2 separate regions of the Rattus norvegicus genome follow, and region 1 is linked to region 2. Evidence: chromatin contacts called from public Hi-C data. All regions are on one chromosome and are shown on one strand. Each heading gives the region's core, a stretch centred on a gene start, on an enhancer-like site or on the middle of the called end of the contact. The rest is flanking DNA. Distances are from core to core; before and after follow the strand shown. Region 1 holds the start of Edn1 (endothelin 1). Region 2 overlaps Phactr1 (phosphatase and actin regulator 1).

The links. A called contact is a pair of places that touch in the nucleus more often than the background predicts.
Region 1: a contact with region 2 is called in a Hi-C map of Schwann cells, with 4 times the contacts expected there. The contact joins the promoter of Edn1 here to the enhancer-like site in region 2. A contact is called at or near these places in 4 of 12 Hi-C or Micro-C datasets (the A7r5 cell line, the Rat2 cell line, Schwann cells and 1 more).

The regions. Positions count from the first base shown.
Region 1 is chr17:22,663,824-22,668,912 of GRCr8, reverse strand. Edn1 (endothelin 1) reads left to right here and starts at 2,226. Exons shown (of 5, transcript NM_012548.2): 1 at 2,226-2,478; 2 at 4,143-4,311. The coding sequence starts at 2,415.
Region 2 is chr17:22,100,541-22,105,413 of GRCr8, reverse strand. All of the region lies in intron 3 of Phactr1 (phosphatase and actin regulator 1), which reads left to right. Among named protein-coding and RNA genes, the nearest start is that of Phactr1, 140 kb to the left of the region's middle. Within about 2 kb of position 2,618, at least 38 of the 93 cell types and tissues checked have an H3K27ac peak or open chromatin away from gene starts, as enhancers often do. A contact at or near this core is called in Schwann cells, where this site is marked.

The DNA.
Region 1 (5,089 bases), core at 977-3,476, 560 kb before region 2:
CCAGGCTAGACACTGGAGGATGCCTTCGAGAACTGGGTTGGGCATTTCCGGGGCGGAGCTGAGGACAGGTTGGTCCTGATAGTTGCCAGAGTTTGGTCAGATTGGCCAGGAGGTCAGAAAGCGGTGGGGGTGGGGTGTACATTTCCCAGCCACCTTTCCCCTGCCGGTGGGAAGCTTGGACTTTGGGTAGGTGACATCAGCTCTCCTCTCCTCCAGGTCCCCTGAGGAGCTGGGGTGGGATGAGCTGGCTTCCTGTTGGGGCCCAGTTCTAGGGGTAGCTGTCACCTCCTGGCCCCCACCCTCCGGGGTAGGTCTGAGGTAAGCAAAGCAGAGGCAGAAGCTTACCAGTGGCCCTGGGCCTCGGGTGTGGGTGTGGGAGGGTTGCTGGTTCCTGCTTCTCCAATGTCTCCAGCTCTTAGTACAGAGTCTCCTAAGGGACAGAGTTCTCAGTGACCTAAAGCTGCTGCTGTGTTGTCTCCCCTACCGAGATTTCCAGAGAGCTCACTAGGCCTAAGCATGTCCCTGTCCACAGCTTGGGAATCGCTATCAAATCTGCCTTTTGATTGTAGAGTTGAAGAGCTAAATGAATAGTTGCGTGGGGTGGGTCCCTGTGTGGGTCCCGTGTTAGAAGTGAGTCTCTCTTGGCATCTACTCCCAGGGAAAATCGGAGTAGAACAAGAGGGATGAAAGAGGGACCTTTGCGGTGGCATCCTCACATCTTGATTTAGATCCTTTATAGGGAAACCATTGAGTGGATCCCGCGTGTTGTTTCCAGCTTTTGGGCATTCTGGGGGGTCCTCCCTCTTCCTCCCTTGAAAAGTGAAGCTTATTGAAAAAGTCAATGTGCTTTATGTGTGTTTTGCTTTATTCATGAAGACATGTTGTCACTTGTACCTTAATAACCCATGGGCACCCGGGGGAGGGAGCATTTCATGGCAAAATAGACAGGAAACTGTTTGGAAAACGTAAACACGTTATTAAACGGTGAGGTATGATCTGATCCACTTACTCAGTCAGCATAGGCAGTCCTCCCCTCCCCACGCTCTCCCTGTAGCTTCCTAATCAGGCACAGGACACTGGTTCGCCCCAGTGTGCAAGCAAAGTGGGGCGGAGGAGACTGGGAAGTCAGGGAAGGGAATAATGGAATGCCCTGAAGTCACCTCTCCTTTCGTCTGTGAGGCGCCCTTCTCTGCCCGGCCGCGGCTTGTTGCTAATCATTTAGAAGCCAAGGCTTTAATTGTTTTATCTTACTAAAGCACAAGCCCCTGCAGCTCTTCGTCTCCCCCTGGTGTTCGTTCCTGCCATTTCTCAAGATTCTTCCCGATAGCGCGCGCGCGCGCGGGGGGTGGGGGGGGGTGGGGGGTGCAATTCCCAGGGAGAGGCTGGGCACAGGAAATTTTGGAGGGGGGAGAGAGTGGGGGGGTCCTTCTGATCGGCGATACTAGGATGTGCCTGACGAAACCATATTGCTGTTGTTATCATTGTTCCTTAGTTTTCCCTCCTTGCTAGCTCCTGACGGAATCCTTCGCACCTCCGTTGCGAAGAACTTCAGTTTAAAAAAGACTTGGGGGAGTTTGGAAAAGTAAGCTGATCTCCCTAAATAATCTGGTCTTCCTCCCGCCCCCACCCCAAGTAGCAGGGAGTGAAGAACGAAGAGGGGGATCCTCCCCTGGTTTGAATCCAACTAAGAAATCAGAAAGACATAAAAGGAAAATCAAGTGAACAATGATCAGCCCCACCCCCACCCCACCCCCCGCGCGCACAATACAATCTATTTAATTGTACTTCATACTTTTCATTCCAATGGGGTGACTTTTCTTCTGGAGAACCTCTTGATTCTTGAACTCTGGGGCTGGCAGCTAGCAAAAGGGGAAGCGGGCTGCCGCTCGGTGCAGGTTTTGCAGAGGTCTCTGTCCAGTGGGTGTTTTCTTTTTCTTAGCCCTGCCCCTGGATTGTCAGACGGCGGGCGTCTGCCTCTGAAGTTAGCCGTGATTTCCTCTAGAGCCGGGTCTTATCTCCGGCTGCACGTTGCCTGTGGGTGACTAATCACACAATAACATTGTTTAGGGCTGGAATAAAGTCGGAGCTGTTTACCCCCACTCTATAGGGGTTCAATATAAAAAGCCCGGCGGAGAGCTGTCCGAGCCAGACGCGTTCCAGCACTGGCGCTGAGAGCCTGACTGGGTCTGCTCCGCTTGTCCTCGAGCGCTGCCTCCCGGGCTGCCCGCGACGCTTTCGCTCCGGTGAAGGGGCCACTTTTTGAAGACCGCGCTGAGATCTCCAAAAGCCAGAGGCGATCAGAGCAACCAGACACCGTCCTCTTCGTTTTGCATTGAGTTCCATTTGCAACCGAGTTTTCTTTCTTTCTTTTTTTTTTCTTTTTTTCCCTCCTCTTCTTCTGATCCCTTTGCAGAATGGATTATTTTCCCGTGATCTTCTCTCTGCTGTTTGTGGCTTTCCAAGGAGCTCCAGAAACAGGTAGGTGCCACTTGCGAATCTTTCTGCTTCAGCGCAACGCCGTTCTCGCTTCTGTTTTCCACTTTTCTTTTTTCTTTCTGTCCTTTTTTTTTTTTTTTTAAATTACTGAAGCTGGAGCAGCAAGTGCCTTGCAATTACTTCTGTGTGCCAGCGAAAGGAATAAAACTCCTGTTTGAATACAACTGACTACAACCGAGTATCACATAGCTTTAAAATAACGTTGTAGCCGTATCGCTGAGTGGCTACAGCTGAGGCAAGGATATATTTGAAATACGTGTGTTTAGGGTTGCATGGTGCATTTAGGAGCTTATTCAAACGCTGTCTTGATAGTGTGCTAATGTGTAAAATACTAAAACACTCCAGCTTAAAGCCAAGGAATTTTATTCAGGTCATGCAGGCACAACGTGAGCAGTGAAATCACCTGCCGATCAACCGTGCGCTGAGTAACCCCGCAGGCGGTTTCAGGGCGAAGCACATGCTTTCTTTAAAATTTGTCACTATTGACTTAAGGTTTCATTTGGCAGGTTTTTGGCATCCTCAAACAGCCTGAGCTCTATTTCAGTAGTATTCACCTGTCCTGGGAAGGGAGCCGGGATCATTCCTGCCTGATTAAGGAATTAGACAGTATGGGCCGCTTCTGGTTCTTTCTCCTCCCATCCTGTTTTTTTAGGGTCAGTGCCTTCTTTTTGTCTTCACCTGACCCTAAGCAAAGAGAGAGGTTGTCAAAGGGATGAAAATCCTGGAATGTGTCTGATCGTTTGAAATGAACAAAATTGGGAAGAGAAAATGCACGACCAAATGGTCAATTGAAAGAGGCTAGCGATGCTGTGTTGGGCCAGAGGGAGGTGTCAAGTCCCACGCAAGCTGTGCGGCCCCAGGATTCTGAACCCAGAGTACTTCCCTGGCTCCCCTGAGCTGTACCTTCTCTTCCTTGAGTGGCCACTTATCTCCCACCTGCAGTGACTGTTGTAAAGTCAGTTTCTCTTCGGTGTCCAGGCATTTTCTGGAAGTTCTTGCTTTCTGCCTAACATAAAAAGGCACCCATATGCAACCTAGATCATTCTGTGCCCCTACACGAGCTGGAATGGGGTGGGTACCCCTAAGGAGGTTATCCTGAGTTGGGAACGTGGCTCCAAGGCTGCTAGGAATAGACGGTCTGTCTTATTTACTTGTGGCCACCAGCCAGCTTAATCTATGGGAGTTGTGCTAGTCTAAGTCTCAGGTATGGACTTCCTCAAAATTCCATTTTGAAGCGTCTTCAGAAGACTGGAAGAGTCCTTTCCTAGCTGTTTCTCTCTCTCTCTCTCTCTCTCTCTCTCTCTCTCTCTCTGTCTCTCTCTCTCTCTGTCTCTGTCTCTGTCTCTCTCTCTCTCTCTCTCTCTCTCTCTCTCTCTCTCTCTGTGTGTGTGTGTGTGTGTGTGTGTGTGTGTGTGTAATCTCCCTGCAGGTTGGATAAGCCAGCCAGGGTAAGGGTGAAGTCCTGTTAAGCACGGAGAACAAAGAAGTCTCTTTCTTTCTGTTTGTGTTTCTGGCTAAAGGCAGTTTTATGCCTTGTCTGCTTCTATTTGCGCTGCTAGATCTGGCCTGAATACTTGGATGCAGGTGCTTGCTCTGGACGCCTGAAGAGAGATTCCTACTAACCCGACCCTCTGTTCTCTTCACAGCTGTCTTGGGAGCAGAGCTCAGCCCCCGAGCTGAGAAGGAAGTGCAGAGCCCCCCTCCCAGCACATCCTGGAGACCCCGCAGGTCCAAGCGTTGCTCCTGCTCCTCCTTGATGGACAAGGAGTGTGTCTACTTCTGCCACCTGGACATCATCTGGGTCAACACTCCCGAGTGAGTCTCTAGAGGGCATTGTAGTCCTAGCCATCCTCTTACTGCTGGGGCTTTCTGGAGCTGGGAGACCCAGCTGGGGTTTCTGTTCTGGGAGGTTTCTGGGCTTTTGCATTTCTGAAGGCAAAAACGTGCCTCCCAGGGGGAACAGTGCTGACTGAGACAGATGAGCTTAGTGGTAGCCATGTAGGAGAGGGTCTTCTGAGAGGCTCAGAGTCACACTGCTTACTGTGGGATGAGGGCAAACAGGAAGGAATTGTGCATTTGAAGACAAGAAAGGGACGGAAGAACGTAGCGAGAGGCTCTCGATGTGGACTTAGGGATCAGTAGACCAGGTCCTATGGAGGGTAACATACCTATACTTCTCAGAGAGGCTCGCTGAATCTGTTCCAGACATACAGATGTAATAGGGAGTTATGACATATTTCCTTTCTTTTACTTATAGGAAAACTAAGAAACACAATGTTGAAGCCCCTTGCACAGGAATGAGCTGGGAGTAGGGCTAGAGCAGGGAACTGAGCTTCCTGTTTCTCTCTTTCGTCTTTAGAAAACTGTGATCCAAGGCAGAGCTCAGAACAGCGCCCATAGGTTTCTCTTGTACCTTCAGAGTGAACAGAGGCTGTTTTACCCTCAGCCCCCAACACTAGTCCACTCCTTAGGAGCAATCAGCAGAAAGAACAAACACATTTATTCTGTCTACAATGGCTGGCCAAGTTCCAAACCAAACCAGACCCAAACCACCGAGGACCTAATCCTTAGTAGTGTTTCTACCAAGGGGAGG
Region 2 (4,873 bases), core at 1,369-3,868:
ACCAAGCACTCAAACTTATAAGCCTACGAAGGACATTCTCACTCAAACCACCCACTGTGTGCCAGGCTTTTCTCTAAGGACAGCAGCACCATTCTTAATCATAAGAAGCTCATTGCTATGGTCTGAATGCCCCCCCCATGTTATTCCCCTGCCTCCACCCCATATCAGTGTTCCTAGGAGGCTCCTTCAAGGAAACCTCTGTCCTGGAAGTGGGTTACTACCTCATGAAAGGGCTAATAGATAACCTATATCAGACCTGTGTCCTTCTGTCCCTCACGTGAAGCTTCTAGACACCAAAACTATAGACACTTGATCTTGAACCTGCCCAGCCTCCAGAACTCTAAGAAAGAAATTTCTCACTTCTTCATAAATGATCTAGCCTCAGCTAACCTGTCACAGCAACTCAAAGCAGTACACAATTGATACTTCATATCATTTAACAAAAATACTGTTAAAGAAACCCCAAAACTATACCGAAATTGACCGCTCATGACTAACATAAATTTTAAACCCTCAGGTTATAAAAAGGATTTTTATTTAATTCTATAAATCTATGAATTGAATGGAGTATTTTCCCCCCTAAGGGATGTGACCCTTAATTTATGTTCTAAAAAAAATGATCCATTGGATTAGCTAGAAAATGTACCCTTTCGAAAGACTCTGTACTGGTCACCTTTGCTGCAGTGACAATTTGTCTCCAAGACTATTAACACTTCTTTCTCAGGCTGCACGGGGACTCCGTGGTCAGCCGTTGTTCTGTGTCGTGTCTCCTAGTCCAGAACACACCCCACAGGTGTCTGGATTGTGCTGATTTTAGGAGAGAGAGAGAGAGAGAGAGAGAGAGAGAGAGAGAGAGAGAGAGAGAGAGAGAGAGAGAGAGAGAGAGAGAGAACTGGTAGACATGCTTATTATTTACTTGGAAATACTTCTAGTTCAGAGCAGTGTGTATCGCACCCTGGGGTGTCAAGTTATCTAATACTGGTCCCAACGTCAAGGTCAAACTTACATTTCTGTCCTGTGAGGAAACACCACGACCAAGGCAACTTAGAGAAGGATGGGTTGGGGGGGGAGGGGCTTATGTTTTAGGGGGATAAGAATGGTGGCGAGCCACGACACCAAGTGACAGACAAGGTTGCAGGGGTAGATAACTGAGAGCGCACATCTCTGACGCATGCGTAGAGCAAGTGACGTGGAAAGGAGGCGAGGCTTTTAATCTCAAAGCCAGACCCCCAGCGACTGCAAGCCCCTCTCTCCAGCAAGGCTGCAACACACAGGCCTCCACAAACAGTGCCACCAACTGGGGACCAAGTGTTCAACGGCCTGAGATTATAGACCTCCACAGGCCTACTCCTCCCACAGTCAAGGGAGTGAGAGAGAGGTGCCTTAAATGTCCCTCAATCAGACAACTGGGCTGGTGAATGTCTGTTCTTGGTGCTAAACACTCTACGCACAGCATGCTGGGAGAATCACAAATGTAGACTGGAGCATGATACTTGAGTTATACCCTTGCCTGGCACGAGTCTCTAACCTTTCCCCACGAAAGGACAAGGCTAAGGAGATTCTGTGAGTTCACTCAAGCTTTTGTGTCCCGCGACCATACGTGGCATCAAGAAGTGTCTGCTGATAGGCAAAGCCACTTTTCTTCAGCTGACTCCACCTTCCACACTTCAAGTCCTGAGCTCAGAAATCCCTTTTTTTTTTTTTTTTTGGTTCTTTTTTTCGGAGCTGGGGACCGAACCCAGGGCCTTGAGCTTCCTAGGTAAGCGCTCTACCACTGAGCTAAATCCCCAGCCCCAGAAATCCCTTTGTTTAACAAATGTGGTAAATGGAAGATGGATTCACAATTGTAATTTGTAATTACAATAGGAAATCTTCCGAGGCTCCGTCTTCCAAGTACCCTGAAACTGCTGGGGCTGCCTGGGGTCTTGCAAGCCTGTAGTCATTTTCTCTCCACCACCAGGACCAAGGCCACAATCCTCACAGGCAACTACTGTGCTCCTGCGCCTGCATTTCCCAGCTTCGCCACTAGAGGGAGACTTTCACCCTCCCTGTACTTGTGTAAATCTGTCCAGAACATTTTCACCCAGCAATCTTGAAGTAACTCCAGTTTCATTCATTCGGAAGGAAAAGCCCAGCTGTTGACTTCACGGACAGGGTTATACGTGACCTATGACTTCATTCGTGCAACTTTTTGACTCTCACCAACCTTCCTTCTCAGGGCTTTCTCACCCCCAGCACAAACTTAATCCCTGTTGGAGGGTGAGTCCTTCCTTCTTTGACTAGAGTCATCTTCCCCCAGAGAGAGAGAGACAACTGTCCACCCAACACCTCCACTCCATTTCAGAAATCTCTCAGACCTCATCCTCAAAATGAAGCATACATAGATCGCTGGCTTTGAAATTAAAACTACCCACAACACTTCCGGTCCCTCCGCGCCATTGAGTTTTTCCTTTCCAACAGCCTTCAGTCATCTTTAACCCCTGTAACCTCTTGGCTATTCTATTTTCTGGGGTTTCTTTGTTTTTATTTAGTTTTGGTTGGCATGTGCAGGCTGTGGTCTGTGGCGGTGACATACACTGTGACTGTCAAACTAGGACTGTCATTCAGCTTTGCAGACATGGGGCGTTTGTTTGTGGTGAGAATGCTCATAGCTCCCTTGGCAGCAGTTTTGAAAAACACAGTGCTCTATTGTTAATCACAGCCAATCTTTCATGCAGTGGCGATCAGGTCACCTCTCCCTATCTCTGCAGACCAAAGACAGAGCTCACTCCCATTCCTAACTGTAACTTGTGCATTATCCACTGCCCGTTCCCCACCTTGCACTCCCTCACTAAGACCTGATGGGACTGCATATCTCCCTTCTGTTTATTTTCTGCTGTGGCCCAACGCTTGATAGTGATGTGTGACCAACACTGAGGCTCAGTTCTTCTTCTGTGTAGGAGAGGAGGAGTGATTTCAAGTGCGCATGCGTACATCCTCACTTATTCCTGCCCACATAGAGACCAGAGGTCAACCCCACGGTGTCTTCCTCTACCTCTCTTTGCCTTATGCTTAAACACGCTTGCTCACTGAGCCTGGAACTCACTGTTTCAGCTAGAATGGCAGGCAGGTGCATTTCTGGCATCCTCCTGTCTCTGTGCCTCTGAGGTGGGGTTGCAGATCTGTGTGACTGCGCCGGTATTTAGCAGAGGTGCTAAGTATCCGGACCTGCACCCATAGGCTTGCAGAGTAAACGGTGACCCCATTCACCCCCTTCCCACCTCGCAGTACTATTTCTTTTTTTTTTTTTTTTTTTGGTTCTTTTTTCGGAGCTGGGGACCGAACCCAGGGCCTTGCGCTTCCTAGGCAAGCGCTCTACCACTGAGCTAAATCCCCAACCCCTATTTCTTGATGGCCGATAAAAACCCTATCTTCATAAAAACCCTATCTTCCTCCCTTGAAATAAAAACGTGGAAAGAATGTTTCCACATCAGGTGGCTACTCCCTTATTTTACCCGCTTTTCAAGGGAACCTTTAAAACGACGTATTTTGCACCTGATCATCCACATTCGTTGCTGTTCCCTTCTTCAAAGCTGGAAACTGGAAACAGCCTAGATGTTTGTCAACTGGAGAATGGATAAAGGGGGTGCTTTTGAGATATTCTTATCTAACCCTTCGCTCACCCTGCCTGAGCAACCAGCTTCTTCCCCAGTAGCAGCCATTTGCCAAGCTCAGGGCTCCCAGCAGCTTTTACATAGAACACGTAGAACGGGGCCCGCAGGAGAGAGGGTGTAGGGGAGGTGTGGAGGGATGAGGGGGTGGGAGGGTCTGGATAACAAGAGAAGTAGCACCCATTTTACAGGTCATGTAATTGTTCAACTAAACCGGAAGTTATTCAAAGCTTAAGAACCCTTTCTAGAACTTCTCATTTCATACTTTATTCAGTATCCTGCTTGGCTGCAGGTAACTGGAGTCTCAGGAAGTTAAAACTCAGGGTGGAGGTAGAGGCCAGGACCTTGAGAGGTGAAAGGGGTATGAATAGCTCCTCCGGTTCCCACCCCGAGCCAGACAAGGCCATGTGGCTCCAGAGGCTGCTTTACTTCAGATATGTGAAAGCACTGTGGGCTGAGAAACCAAAATCAGAGAGGAGTCGGGGAGGGATGGAGCGAGAAGGAGAGAGAGGGAGGATTGTGGGGGGAATAACAATGGCCAACTTTGCTGTTATCTCTCAGTATATTTTTATCTAGGCTCGATGAGGTAGTGTGCGTCTGCAATCCCAGCACCCAAAAGATAGAGGCAGGGGGATTTCCAGTTCAAGGCCAGCCTGTACTACATAGCAGGGTTGTGGTTTTGTTTTGATGGGGCCTTGAAGCACGTCCTCTCTCCGGACAGCTGCAGAATCTCCACAACAAATGAGCCAGGGTAATCACGGCAGTAGGGGCCAGAAGGTCACGGGCAGCAAGATATGTCCGAAAGCGAACACTTAGTCTATAGGTGGGTTCCAGGCACGCAAGATGGCTCTGTGAAGAAGGCAGAGATTTGAAAGTTGTATTGGGGGCCGTTCCCAGTCCTCCCTTGTAGCCTGTTGTACCTCTGGGTGTAGTCATGTTTGTGCACTTACTGTTTTCAACCAGTTCGTCTGCCCCTCTCTCTTAGCACCGACCAAAGCAGGTGGCATCCTTCAGGAAGACTGTGAACCCTTGAGAAGGTCACTGGGGCGGGACTTGCATCTTTGCTCAGACACTCACCTCTCTGGTTAAAGAGCTCAGAGCCTGCCCTCCCAGACAGATCATTGGAGGACTCACCCGGGCCTCCACAGTCACCAAACCGGATGGTCAAGGCAGAGAACATTCTAGAACCCCAATTGTATCTAATGAGCTGAAAGGCACAAGAG